Linked DNA regions of Mus musculus: regions 1 and 3 are each linked to region 2. Evidence: chromatin contacts called from public ChIA-PET and Hi-C data. All regions are on one chromosome and are shown on one strand. The core of a region is the stretch at or near the end of the contact, and the rest is flanking DNA. Distances in the headings are between cores, read along the strand shown. Region 1 overlaps Plxnc1 (plexin C1). Region 2 overlaps Tmcc3 (transmembrane and coiled coil domains 3). Region 3 overlaps Ndufa12 (NADH:ubiquinone oxidoreductase subunit A12).

Region 1 (3,892 bases), core at 967-3,466, 280 kb after region 2:
TGCAAAAGCAACAGTTAGCTCTGAAGCCCACGGTAGTACCACGAGTGACAGGCAGCAGTATTCACTCATAATCAACATGCAAAGCCCGTGGAAACGCGCAGCACATCACCCAGGAAACTCCTTCTTGCACACTATGCACATGCACGAGCCCCACCCCACCCCCAACACTATGGGAGGTATCCAGTAGAGGCCCCCCTTAATTTCATGTTTAAGTTCCTGTCTGGCAGGCTTGTGCTCATCAGTAGGCTGGTGCCTAAGAGCAGTTCACGGAGGTAGAGTTATAACCTTGTTTACGTGCCCGTTTAATTGCAAACCAAAAATAAGCGACATTAAGAAAAAAAAAAGTGCTTCACACTTAGTCTTGGCAACAGGGACTCATGCAAGAATGTTTTAAACATTTGCTGTGGAGGGTGGCCTGTCAGTGTTCAACTGCTTTTAGCGATGGAGGTGGCCTCCACTTCAGCTGTTGTCCTGCCCATGTGCCAGCCCTTGGCCCTTATCATTCAGACACCTCTTGCACGGTTCACAGGTCAGATGGGCAGTATTCCCTTCCCTGAACCTCTAAGGCTGGTCCCAGGGTCCCTGTCTCCAGCCCTCTCCTGTGAACACGTCCCACTGAATTGGGGGAGGGGGTTTTGATGGCCCAGATTTGAAGCCACTATGTTCAAAGGGACATTGGGTAGTTCAGGTATAGGCTGTGTTCTGCTTCCTGCCATCGGCTGAGGCATGCAGCCCTGGGGCAGTTTCGGTTCCCCCTAAACAATGAGGTTTCCAGGATCCATGGACACTAGGCCTGGTGGGGGAAAGGGGAGGGCTCCTCCCAAGCCAGAGTGCCTTAGTAAAGATGAAACAGTAGTTACATGGCTCCAATTGGAGCCCCCATGTTACCAAGTTCATCTGCAGAGCTAACTAATTCAGCTTCGAAAGGAGCATCCCTCTGGCTCTCTGTCTGATTTCCTGTGAACAGGAGGGTTACCGACAACCCTTTGGGGCCTCCCCTAACCTCTCCGCTCACCCCTGTCTCTGCCTTTGTACTTCCTCCAAGCACAGGTCCCTCCCTTGGTCTCCTGCCACCCTCTACCTCTCCTGGTCCACTTCCTCCCTGCCTCTCTTTGCTTCTCTCCCCTCTGCTGACAACTCCCCAAGTAGCGAGTAGCCTCTTCCTGATGCGGGACAGTAGCGAGTAGCCTCTTCCTGATGCGGGACAGAGAGGGGGATGTTCAGAAGTTTCCAAGGTGGGGCAAGGGGGACCAGTACCTGACATTTCGTTCTCATACGAAACTTCCTTTATTTCATGGTTCATTATCTCACCGAGATCTGCTTTCCGTCCACCCCCTTGGGAAAGGGCCTGACCACAAACCTAAGAACCTCACTTCTGCCTTTCTTACACATGGCAGAGACACACCAAGGGCCCTTGTGTGGGGACTGGGTTGGCCACATTGGTTGACGCAGAGGCCAGCCAGGACCCCCAGGGCTGGGCAGAGGAACAGCCACTGGCTCAAGGGCTCTCTAGTTAGGATTTTCCAGCATTCCCCAAATGGAGCTGGTGACATATGGCTTCACACTGCCCCTCGGGCCCTCAGTTCTAGCCCTATCGAGTCACCTCCAGCATCTTTTAAGGATCTCCCTAAGAACTTAGGTGCCTGTCCCCTACCCTGTGCCACATAGATACCTACTCAACCTAGATTTCGGTAGCAGAGGCAGGTTGAAAAACCTTTCTAGAGACACTGACTAGCCTAGGAAACCACCAGGCCACAAGATTTCTTTGTCGTCAACTAACACAAGGAATTGTATGTCTCATCTGTTGGGGGACATGTCTTCTCTCTTTAGATGACAGACCAGAGCTGACTATCAGCTCATTCAGAGGCTGGCACCATCCTCGCTACCCTCGGACCTACAGAATCACATCTATTCTGTCTGTCTTGAGCCCCCATAGGCAAAACAGCCATAAATGTACTTACCTCTGCAGACCATTAAGGGTTAAATGAGAAAAGATAATCCAAGCTCTTGGCCTGATGTCTGATGTATAGCCAACAGCAGTGCTTAATAGATGTCAACTGTCATATCTGTCCCTACCAGGCCTTGGAGTCTGGGAAGGGAGCTCACCTGAAGGTTGCTACCTGCTTAGCATCAATGAGCAGGGCAAGAGGAGGCCCCCCAAGCCCCTTGATAACTGGAGGGATTCTTCCACTGAAAGTGAAAGTCCCGCCCAGGACTGGCTGGCTGCCACTTCCTCTTGGGCACCGTGCCGCTCTCCCCCCTCACCACCGAGTGTTCCACACACTCTTGAATCAGCACAGAGAAGAAATCTTGACCCAGAATGCTTTGCTCAAGGGGGCCGCTTGGGCTTGGAGCCCAGATTTTTCTGAACACTTCTCCCCTTTCATGCCTAAAAGCAGCTCCTGCGAGTTCCTGGTAGGGAAGAGCTGGGAGTGAATTTCAAACCAGTAGACTTACCAGTGAATGGACACCAAGCCAGAAACACACAAGCAACAAAATGATACAGTGTCCACAGTGAACACGCTAACCCGGGGGACTCAGGCAGCTGGGTGGGTTGGGGCGCTGGGGAATGGACGCAGATAGCAAGCAAGCTTACTGGTTTTAAACAAAACCTCAGGGTGCGTGTTTGCTTTCTGTTTCCTCTGAGCATTGTACACATTAGCCACAGAGTTTTTAGAGAAGAGACTGGTGGATGCCATTCTAGGGCTTTTGGCTTAGGGTCAGCTGAGGATTAAGACCTGGGAACCTGGGAGAGGGTCTAGCACCTGTGTTCAGCAGTGGCCACCCACCCAGCCTCAGGGAGGCCCAAAGGCAGCTCTCTCCAGAAATAACCACTTGACACATCCCCAGAGCAGATGATATATACCAAGTAAACAGAAAAGGAGGCAGATTTCATTAATCTTAATAAACGGCCATTGCCTTGGGAGTGGGAAAAGTCAGTTAAAAAAATTTTTTTTAAATGTTGCGTATCTACTCTTAAGATTGCATTAAACATTAAACTAGGCACAGTCTAATTTAAAGTGCTGCTTGTGGATCTCAGCTTAAGCAGCCCTGTTAAAACCTGTGGCATAGCAGTGTATCTTATTCAGGGTTTAATTAGATTTTGAAGCAAGCTGCAAATACACAATTATGCCGTTTTGCTGGAATCTGGACGGCTGGTGAAGTTAAAGATGGATAAGAACCTCCCTCCATCCCAGGGCCTCAGAGCGATGAACAAAGACCATGTTCAACAGAAACACCCTGATTTTCATTTTAATATTTTATAATAATGGCCAATATTTATGGGGTTCTTACTCAGTGCCGAGCAAATGGTGTACTCCTGCTCATCTGGGCTTCAAAACAGCCCAATGATATTCATCTTTTGTTAACTCCACAGGTAACATGCCAAGAAGCGATGGAGCCGTCTTAACTCCAGACCCAGCCCTGGGCTCCAATGCTCATAGAAAGTTTGGACTCTGAAAGATTTGAAGGTTCAATGAAATTCAACCATATGCCATAGTCACTTCAAGAAAGTGAACTCGGAGGACAGAAGGCTCTTTGGGGATTTGCTTTACTGCTGAACACCTGGGAAGAAGGGACCGTCATTAGCTGCCAGTGTGCCAGTGAGTAATGAGTATTTCCAACATGTTTTAAAGGACTCAAGAACAGTTTGTGCTCATCAGCGTTTTAAACAGTCTCAGGTCTCGGGACGTTTTCCTACATAGGCTAGCAGAATCAAGGGTGTTAACTAAGATAAGAAGATGAGCTCGCATATAAGAATCTTACCCAAGAGAGCCCTACGTGAATTATATGTACCCTAGGGACTACTAACAGCAGCAACAAACAAAGAAAATAAACAAACAAGACCCGCACAATTGTTATTTTCCATTCAATCTGGAAGACCCACGATCAA
Region 2 (3,750 bases), core at 1,205-3,704:
TAAAGGCAACTATTTAACTGGGACTGGCTTACAGTTTTAGAGGTTCAGTTCTTTATCATCATGGCGGGAAAGCATGGCAGCATGCAGGCAGACATGGTATTGGAGGAGGTGAGAGTTCTACATCTTGATCTGAAGGCAGACAAGAAGAGACCCTAATTCCATCCTAGGCAGAATTTAAGCACAGGAGGCCTCAAAGCCCACCCCTACAGTAACACATTTCCTCTACAAGGCCACACCTACTCAAACAAGTCCACACCTACTCCAGCAAGGCCATACCTCCTACTAGTGCCATTCCCTGTGGGTCAGGCATTCAAGCACATGTGTCTATGGGAGCCTAACCTACTCAAACCCCCACGCTCCCTGAGCTGTCTCACTGACCCATTATTTTCCTTATTGACCAACATGAACTAAAGGCTTGCCAGGACCTGGCTCCACCTCAGGTAGAAATGTAAGCAGCATGGGCAGTTCTTGGTTAGCAGCTGGCCCTCTGTGGCCCCTCCATTGCAGTTTATTATTTACCATCTAAGCAAATGCAACATTTGAATCTGCTTGTAGCAAATTCATGGGACCCGAGGCTGACTCCAGTGTGCAATCATAGAAATAAATCACAGAAACAAAGCAAGCGGTTTGGGGCTGCTGAGATGGTTTGCTAGGTAAAGGTGCTTGCTGCCAAGCCTGATGACCTGAGTTCTAGTCCCAGAACCCAGAAGTGGAAGAAGAGAACTTGACTCTTGCAAATTGTCCTGGGACCTCCACATAGGTGCTGTGCAGAACATACCCACATGTGCACACATATATATGCACGCACACACACAAATCAACAAATGTAAAAACAAAAAACTTAAATAATCTTGGATCCTTGAGAGGGAGGAGGAGGAGGAGGAGGAGGAGGAGGAGGAGGAGGAAGAGGGATGGATGCAGCTTAGACTTTGGGTCTGCGTTCAAGTCCAGCTTTTATGGAGATTCCAAAAGGCAAGGCAGCCCACTTAGGGTTAGGTGGTCTTACAAGTTGGGTATTCGTGTGGGACAACTATGAGCAGAATTGCTAGGTGTCACAGGGATGCTATGTTAACCCTTTGAGGAATGTCAGGGTTTTCCAGTGGTTGGTCATGAGCATCCCTGCCAGTGTACGTAGGTTGTAGGTGTCCCATCTCCTCCCCACCGCTCCCTGTCTCTTTCTGTCTGCTGAGTAGTATCTCATGGCAATTTTGTGCTGAGAAAATTTTTCTTTCCATGAAAGTTGTCCCTATACACGCTACTAGGTAAAATATCCTTAACTTAATTAACAGTCCAGTACAGATGCACATCCTGTGTCATCCTAGGCAAACGGACAGGACATTCACTCATGGTTCTCCCATGGGGTAGCTGCTGCTTCGTGAGTATGATAGTAGAATATGAACATCTTACCACTGTAGCCAGCTGGAAGCCAAAATAGAATCCATGCCCTCTTCTGAGACAGGCTGCCCAAAGCTGTGAATTCCCTCATCAAGAACAAGTGGCTGAACAAATGCTTGGCACCCAGAGCCAGAATAAAAGCTAGGCAGAATGAATGAATAACTCTAGCTTTGGGAGTCAGGCACAGTTGTCGCGTGGCAGCTTGATCAAGCTACTCAAGGCTGTCGGAACCTTGGTGGTAGTAACTCCGTCAGTCACACGGTGAGATGCGAAGTGCCGGGCTCAGGACAGACACTCAGCTGACGTTAACTCCCTTTCCATATATAGCTTTGTTGTTAGCATCAGATATATTTTTTTTCCCAGATAATGGCAGAGCAGAGGATTCATTGTGTTGTTTAGATATCTTCTCTTTGCAGAGAAATAACGAGCTCTTGGCAAAAAAAAACCTTAGTGCTGGTAGAAATGGATACTGCAATTTGGTAGCTGCTGACTGACACGTGTTTGCCAAACAGCTATTCAGTCTTGAGCAAGCTCACCTAAAAGCGGGGAAAATGGGAGAATCCTGTAGTTTTATCCTCTTTGCCAGGTATTTATTTGGAAACAAATATCTTTGTAAAGTCCCAGCTTAATTTTTTTTTGTGTGAATAAAATGTTGACACGCTTTGGCTTAAGAGTTCAAACTATCCTATGTGAAACTTAAGTGTTAGTCGACACAAAGGTGTCAGACGCTTTCCAAAGGCTCATTGCTTTGATTTTTGATTTTTGGGTTTTTTTGGTTTTTGATTTTTAAGAAAATGTTGGTCTTTTTGTCACTGGAGTCTTTTGGGTTTTTTTTTTGTTTGTTTTTTGTTTTTTTTGTTTTTTTTTTCTTGCCCTGCAGGGAAGTCCTAGTAACAGGCTTCATGTCTGATTGGGTTCCATGGCAACAGAGGTTGTGACTTTATTAAAAGAGAGCCCGAGCATGCCAAGAAAGATAAAAATCAGAACATGGGAGATGTCCGAAGAGATGCATGTGTTCTGAGGGCCGTGTGCCCTGGAATGCAATCGGTTTCTCGTTCGCTGTCCTTGGTCTCCGTTAGCAATATGAGGCCCACAGCGTTGCCCCTGAGGTCACAGGGTTCAGGGCTCTCTCTTTGAAAACACATTTACATGTTTGCTTTTCATTCATTCACTGATCTTGCTTTTAATATCTTTTGATGTATTAGGAAAAATCCAAGCAGTTATGTGAAGAACCTAGGCAGGAAAGGATTCTGGTTTTTAAGGTAGGAGGAGAATATATGGCATCCCTTTTTGGAACTCATTACAGCTGTAAACTGTGCGATGGTGTGGGAGGGCCAATTAGAGGCAATTATAACCAGCTCGAGCTTTCCCTGAGTCAAAGCTTGCTCTGAGCTTTCCAAGCTGGGTCCTGGGAGGGTGGGGCGGAGCAGAGTGCTTCTCCTCCTTGTTTCTCAGTTAGAAAAGCTGATTCTGGTCTACAAGCGGAGCGTCTGTAGCAGGGCTTGCCATCCTTTCTCTCCCGACCACGACCACAAGAGGCTGGCAGTTGCCAGGACCAGAGCTGTTTGGCTCAAAGTGCTAACAGGAGCTGAGGAAACAACGGTGAGGTGGTTGAATCAGCCTGCGCTCCTGCCTTCTTGTTGCTTTCTTTCTCAAGGGTAATCAGTCAGGCCTTTCCCCTCATTCTGATACTGAAAGTGAAAGAAACCGAGGGGCCGGTCAAATCAGACAGGTCACCCTGTCTGTCATCCTCTAAGCCGGTGGGTGGCACGTTCTGACCTGCATCCGGAACTCAGACTTTGTTAGTCACGTACCCACAGCTGCCTCACGGTGAATCAGAAACTTCGCAGATACTTGGACTCTGATGATTAAACATAGCAGGCAGTATTGGTCTGTGAGCAAAGAATGAGCTCACCACGTTCTGGGCCCCCGAGCCATAGTTAATCAGACCTTGGGGAAATTATGTCACTCAGTCAGCCCTGGTTCCGTTCTTCACAATGAGCTCGACCTGAACAGATGCTTCTCAGACTTCCCTGTGTATAATATTACAGCCTGGGCTCCAGCCCAGGACACGGAACCTCCTAGAAATTCTGATTCACTGTCTCGGGTGGGGCAAGGAGGGTTAGAGGCCCCAGGTGATCTCATGAGTAGTTGTTCTGGAAATACCGCTTACCTGGCTCACTGATGGCAAACTAGTTGGAATCAAAACTGGAGGGAGAAGGGAAGCTGTCGGGTATAGATTCCCATTGATCAGGATTAGGCAATGGTGGCCAGGCTCAAAAACAGGGCCCCACTTTCCCAGCTCCCTTCTCGGCTCAAACATAGCTGTCTTCCCTGCCTGCCCCCCACATCTCT
Region 3 (4,102 bases), core at 391-2,890, 330 kb before region 2:
ATCATTTGCTCATTTTAAAATTTTGTTGTTGTTGTGTCTTTTATTTTGAGGTCTTTGATCTGGGTTACTGGAAGTAGAGTTACCAAGGTAGGAAAGACAGAGAAGGCTTGGTAGTCAGGAGTTCTCTTTTGTAGACACAGTTGGGTCTGGAGAGTGACAGCTGAGAGCACTCATCGGCAGTCAGGATAGAAATTGATGCTAGACACAGGAATTCCCTGGGATTTTAATTTTAGCTAGTGTACTGTGTAATTTAAAAGAAGACGACCTTCCGTGCCACACCTTGCTTGCTGCTCTGGAGACCAGGTAAGAATATTCTGTCTGGACTGTTAGGAATTGAGTTCCGATTGGTAAGTTGCATATGACTTGGGGGGGAATCATAAATGCCTGCTCTTCAGGTGTGCTTGGGAATAGTGTGTGTTCCCTGTGGGAATGGGAGTTCTGGCACTGAGCCTATGTCTGTAGAGATGTTGGCTGTCGAGGAGCAAGAAGCTTTTAATCACAGGCCAGCTCCTGCACCTGCTGGATACGACACTCATCTCCCTTGAGTGTGTGCTGTGTCGTCTGGGGAGTAAGGGAGCCCAGCTCCTGGATGGCTGAGTGAGCTGTCAGCTGCATGACCGACTGCAGAGCTCGCAGTGAGGAACCTGTGAGGCTGCCCAGCTGCAGGTGGTGGCTCTGTCCTCCGCTCTGAGTCAGCAGCTGCCACTAAGGCCTGTGACAGTCTTGCAGCTTGCTCAGCAGCTGAGTAATGTCACCTGGGGACAGGTTTTCTTCCGAGGCATTAGTAAATTTTGATAGAATCAGAGATCTTTAGTCATCTTGTCAGTTTCCCTTACTCTTCCCTAATCTTGTGGGGTGGCAAGTTCACTTTATGGATCCTGTCTTTGCTTTGTTCCTTTCAGTCTGCCAGTCGCCGTTATGGCCACTCGGTCCACCCGTGGACCTGCAGAAGGGATGTGTGTGCCAGTGTGGCGGATGTCTTGGAAGGACACTGGGCTGCATGGGCCTTGAAAGGAAAATGTTACTGTCTGTTACCCCGCACAGTACTCTGCTCAAAGACTTTCAACTGCTATTCATCTGAGGCCTACTGCACGTCAGGCACTGGCGCTGTGTCCCTGTGAGAAGGGAAGCACACGTGCCCTCCAGGAGTTTACAGCACCTGATGAGTACAACCTGGCAGAGTCATACAATTCTACAATTCTTTACTAAGATTAAAATGTCTTAGTATTTGTATTAGTTTAAATGCTTATATAGAATAATCTCAAAGTATTACTTAAGTAAATGCTACATATTTTATACCACTTTTATCTCTCCTCACTTTTATCGTTAAATTACCCATCATTCCCTAGCTCTTAGCCTGAGCATAGAGTTGCTGACATAAAGACCAAATGAATCATGAGTAGCTACGTAAAACTTGGCAGGGTTGGAGTATTACTGAGTGTGGAGAAGTGGACTGCTGGGTTATTTCATGCAAGTAGGATAAAGTCATTGTTGTCTCTTGTATCAGTAGAAGTAGATTTACTGTTTTTGATTTGACGTGTTGGAACCCTGACTTGCTTAAAAATTGTAGTTTAATGGCTTGCTTGGATTTTTCTCTGCAGCATATATGCCATGCCTCCACTTGGTGGCACCTTCTGTTCACTTATAGCTAACATGTCTTTTTCCTCAGTGTAGAGCACTCATGTCTCCTTGTATACTGAAATCAATCTCTCTCTCTCTTTCTCGCTCTCTCTCCCTTCCCTTCTCTCTCTCTCTCTCCCTCCCTCCCTTTCTCCCTCCCTCCCTCCCTTCCTCCCGCTCTCACCCACCCTTCTTCCCTCCTGTTGGCCTGTCTTCTAGTTTTTTTGTTTTTATTGTTGTTAAAGAACAAAGCCATAGACAGGTTTGTGTGGAGGAGGTGGGGTAGGCAGAGGAAAGTCAAGAGTGCTTCATTGGATCAAAGCACTGAGTGAGGCTGTTCACAGACATAGAAAAGATGCAGTGGGTGTGGTGGTCCATGTCTGTATGCTCAGTAGTAGGGAAGTGGAAAAAGAAGAAGAATCAGGAGTTAAAGGCTGGCCTGGACTAAATACCACCAGCCTGGGCTGCAGAGTGCCTTGTACCAGGGAGGTGGGGATTATAGAAGACATAAAGATAGTCAGACAGGTGGGCGGGCTGGGAGAAGGAGATGTAAATAGTGGTGGGTGGCTCGGGGTAGAGCATTCGTGTTCCCTGCACAGAGCCCTGGCTTCATTCTGGAACTCCACAAAGACACAAAACAAAGCAAAGCCTGATTGTGAGGTGTGACTGTTAGAGAAACCTTGGTAATCCAGAGGCACACAGTGCAACCAGAAATACACTCTGAATTCCTTGGCTTTTGAACGGACACCCTTAGGATTCCCCTCACCTGGTCCACGGATATAGGTCGGCTTTTTTAGAAAAGGAATATGTTCTTTTTGAGAGATGAGATCATGTTGTGTTGCCTAGTTTGGATCTGAACTGGTAGGTTCATGGGATCCTCCTGCTTCAGCCTCCTGTGTAGCTGCTACCTCTGTCCCCTAAGAATCCCAGTGGAGAGAAGAGATGTTAGTTTACTGTCACATCCTCTGTAGAAGAACATTTGTGGTTATAAATAATAAGCATTTGTATTTGTGACATATGCAAGTGATTTGTGGTTTCCTCCCCCATTCACAGACACTTCCTGCGTCTCAGCAACATTCTGCCTGTTAGTCAGTGTTCCCCTAGCTGGGGGCTGTTGTACAATGGCAATTTGTATTTAAAATTAACATCCCATTTATTGCAGCTGTAAATCTTAAACTGTAGTTCTTCTTAAGCCTCGAGGCTTAGCTCATAAGCAGAATAACAAGATTAGTAAATTGAATACTTTCTGCATAAAAATAAAGAATAATCATTTTCTTTTGTTCCTTGATGAATGTTTGATAAACTCTAATGGAAAGGATTAAATTCTCCTAAACAGTTATATCTATTTACAAATTTAGTTCATTACATTATTTTAAGCATTTTAGTTAGGTTACATCTATAAATTTAATATATTTAATTTTCCCCAATCCTTCAAATGCCCAGGGAATCGTGTGTCAAGTCACTGTTCGGATCACATAGGCAGTTCTTATTACTCAAGCCAGAACTTAAGGGTCATTTCAACTCATCTAAGATCTGCCAACTACTTTTTCCTGCCTTGCTTCCTTTTAAACTATTATTAATGTGTCGCCCTCATCATTAACTGTTCTGTTTTCATACTTGTGTCATTGATAACATGTCCACCCACCGTTTTGTACCCCCTCCCCTGCTCTCTTTTTAAAATTGGGTTCATTATTATTTGTATACAGTGGGGTGCTGTGAGGTAGGGGCTGGGTGAGTGTTACAAGGACTATATGGGACCAGAGAACAAACTGGTGAAGTTGGTTCTCTCCTTCCATCTTTATGTGCATTTTAAGATCCCACTTGGGCCTCAGGCTTTCTGGCAAGGCCTCACCAGCTGAGCCTTCTCTGCAGCCCTGCTGCTTCTCTTTAAACATGGCAAACTGCTACCAGAGACTTCTACTCAAATCCAAGCCACAGGTAACAACAGCCGAAATGGTCTGGTTACATTCTTGACAGCTGCCGCTGCCTGCCTAGTGGGGTATTAGTGGTTGGTTTTGGGTTTTGGTTATTTCCTGTGCTGAGGATTGGATTTAGGGCCTGTGTGTGCCAGTCCAGGACTGTCCCACTGGGGATTAGTCAGCTTCACTCTTGTTCCACTACTGTGCTTTTGTGTTATATTTGGAGGTTTTGCTCATTATTTTGATTGAATTTTCAGAATCAAACCTGGGAGCTTGTGTGTGAGAGACAAGCACTCACGGAGCTCTACCCCAGTCCCCTCTTTTCTTTTTCTGCAATCGCATGCTGGGCCTGTGTTCTTTTCATAGTGAGAAAACAGGTTCCATCTCCTCACTTGGTCCGTAAGGCTCCTATGATCTCTGTGCATTCCGGCCCTGAGCATGGTCCTCCTACATTTCCCTGTGGCCGCTGACTGTCATGTTCTTAAACTGTGAGCACAACTCCATGTGAGCTGTTTGTGTAGGCCGCCATAGCTCACATGCTTTCTTTAGTAAGTGTGGCTTCC

What was found. Hi-C and Micro-C count contacts between places; a contact is called where the count stands out from the background. ChIA-PET counts read pairs in DNA pulled down with a chosen protein or histone mark.
Region 1: a contact with region 2 is called in an RNA polymerase II ChIA-PET map of memory CD8 T cells, with 8 read pairs. The contact joins two enhancer-like sites. A contact is called at or near these places in 2 of 115 datasets of contacts at active chromatin or transcription factors (effector CD8 T cells and memory CD8 T cells) and 1 of 9 other capture datasets (adipose tissue).
Region 3: a Hi-C map of cortical neurons shows a contact between it and region 2, with 3 times the contacts expected there. The contact joins two enhancer-like sites. A contact is called at or near these places in 3 of 484 Hi-C or Micro-C datasets (bone marrow-derived macrophages, cortical neurons and hematopoietic stem cells), 4 of 115 datasets of contacts at active chromatin or transcription factors (SST interneurons, neural tube, oligodendrocyte precursor cells and 1 more) and 1 of 9 other capture datasets (adipose tissue).

Annotation. Positions count from the first base shown.
Region 1 is chr10:94,827,330-94,831,221 of GRCm38.p6, forward strand. The region is part of intron 20 of Plxnc1 (plexin C1); the gene reads right to left. Among named protein-coding and RNA genes, the nearest start is that of Plxnc1, 120 kb to the right of the region's middle. Within about 2 kb of position 2,217, at least 232 of the 459 cell types and tissues checked have an H3K27ac peak or open chromatin away from gene starts, as enhancers often do. A contact at or near this core is called in adipose tissue, effector CD8 T cells and memory CD8 T cells, where this site is marked.
Region 2 is chr10:94,542,572-94,546,321 of GRCm38.p6, forward strand. All of the region lies in intron 1 of Tmcc3 (transmembrane and coiled coil domains 3), which reads left to right. Among named protein-coding and RNA genes, the nearest start is that of Gm40743, 30 kb to the left of the region's middle. Within about 2 kb of position 2,455, at least 300 of the 459 cell types and tissues checked have an H3K27ac peak or open chromatin away from gene starts, as enhancers often do. A contact at or near this core is called in SST interneurons, adipose tissue, bone marrow-derived macrophages and 3 more, where this site is marked.
Region 3 is chr10:94,209,276-94,213,377 of GRCm38.p6, forward strand. The region is part of intron 3 of Ndufa12 (NADH:ubiquinone oxidoreductase subunit A12); the gene reads left to right. Among named protein-coding and RNA genes, the nearest start is that of Ndufa12, 12 kb to the left of the region's middle. Within about 2 kb of position 1,641, at least 28 of the 459 cell types and tissues checked have an H3K27ac peak or open chromatin away from gene starts, as enhancers often do. A contact at or near this core is called in SST interneurons, bone marrow-derived macrophages and cortical neurons, where this site is marked.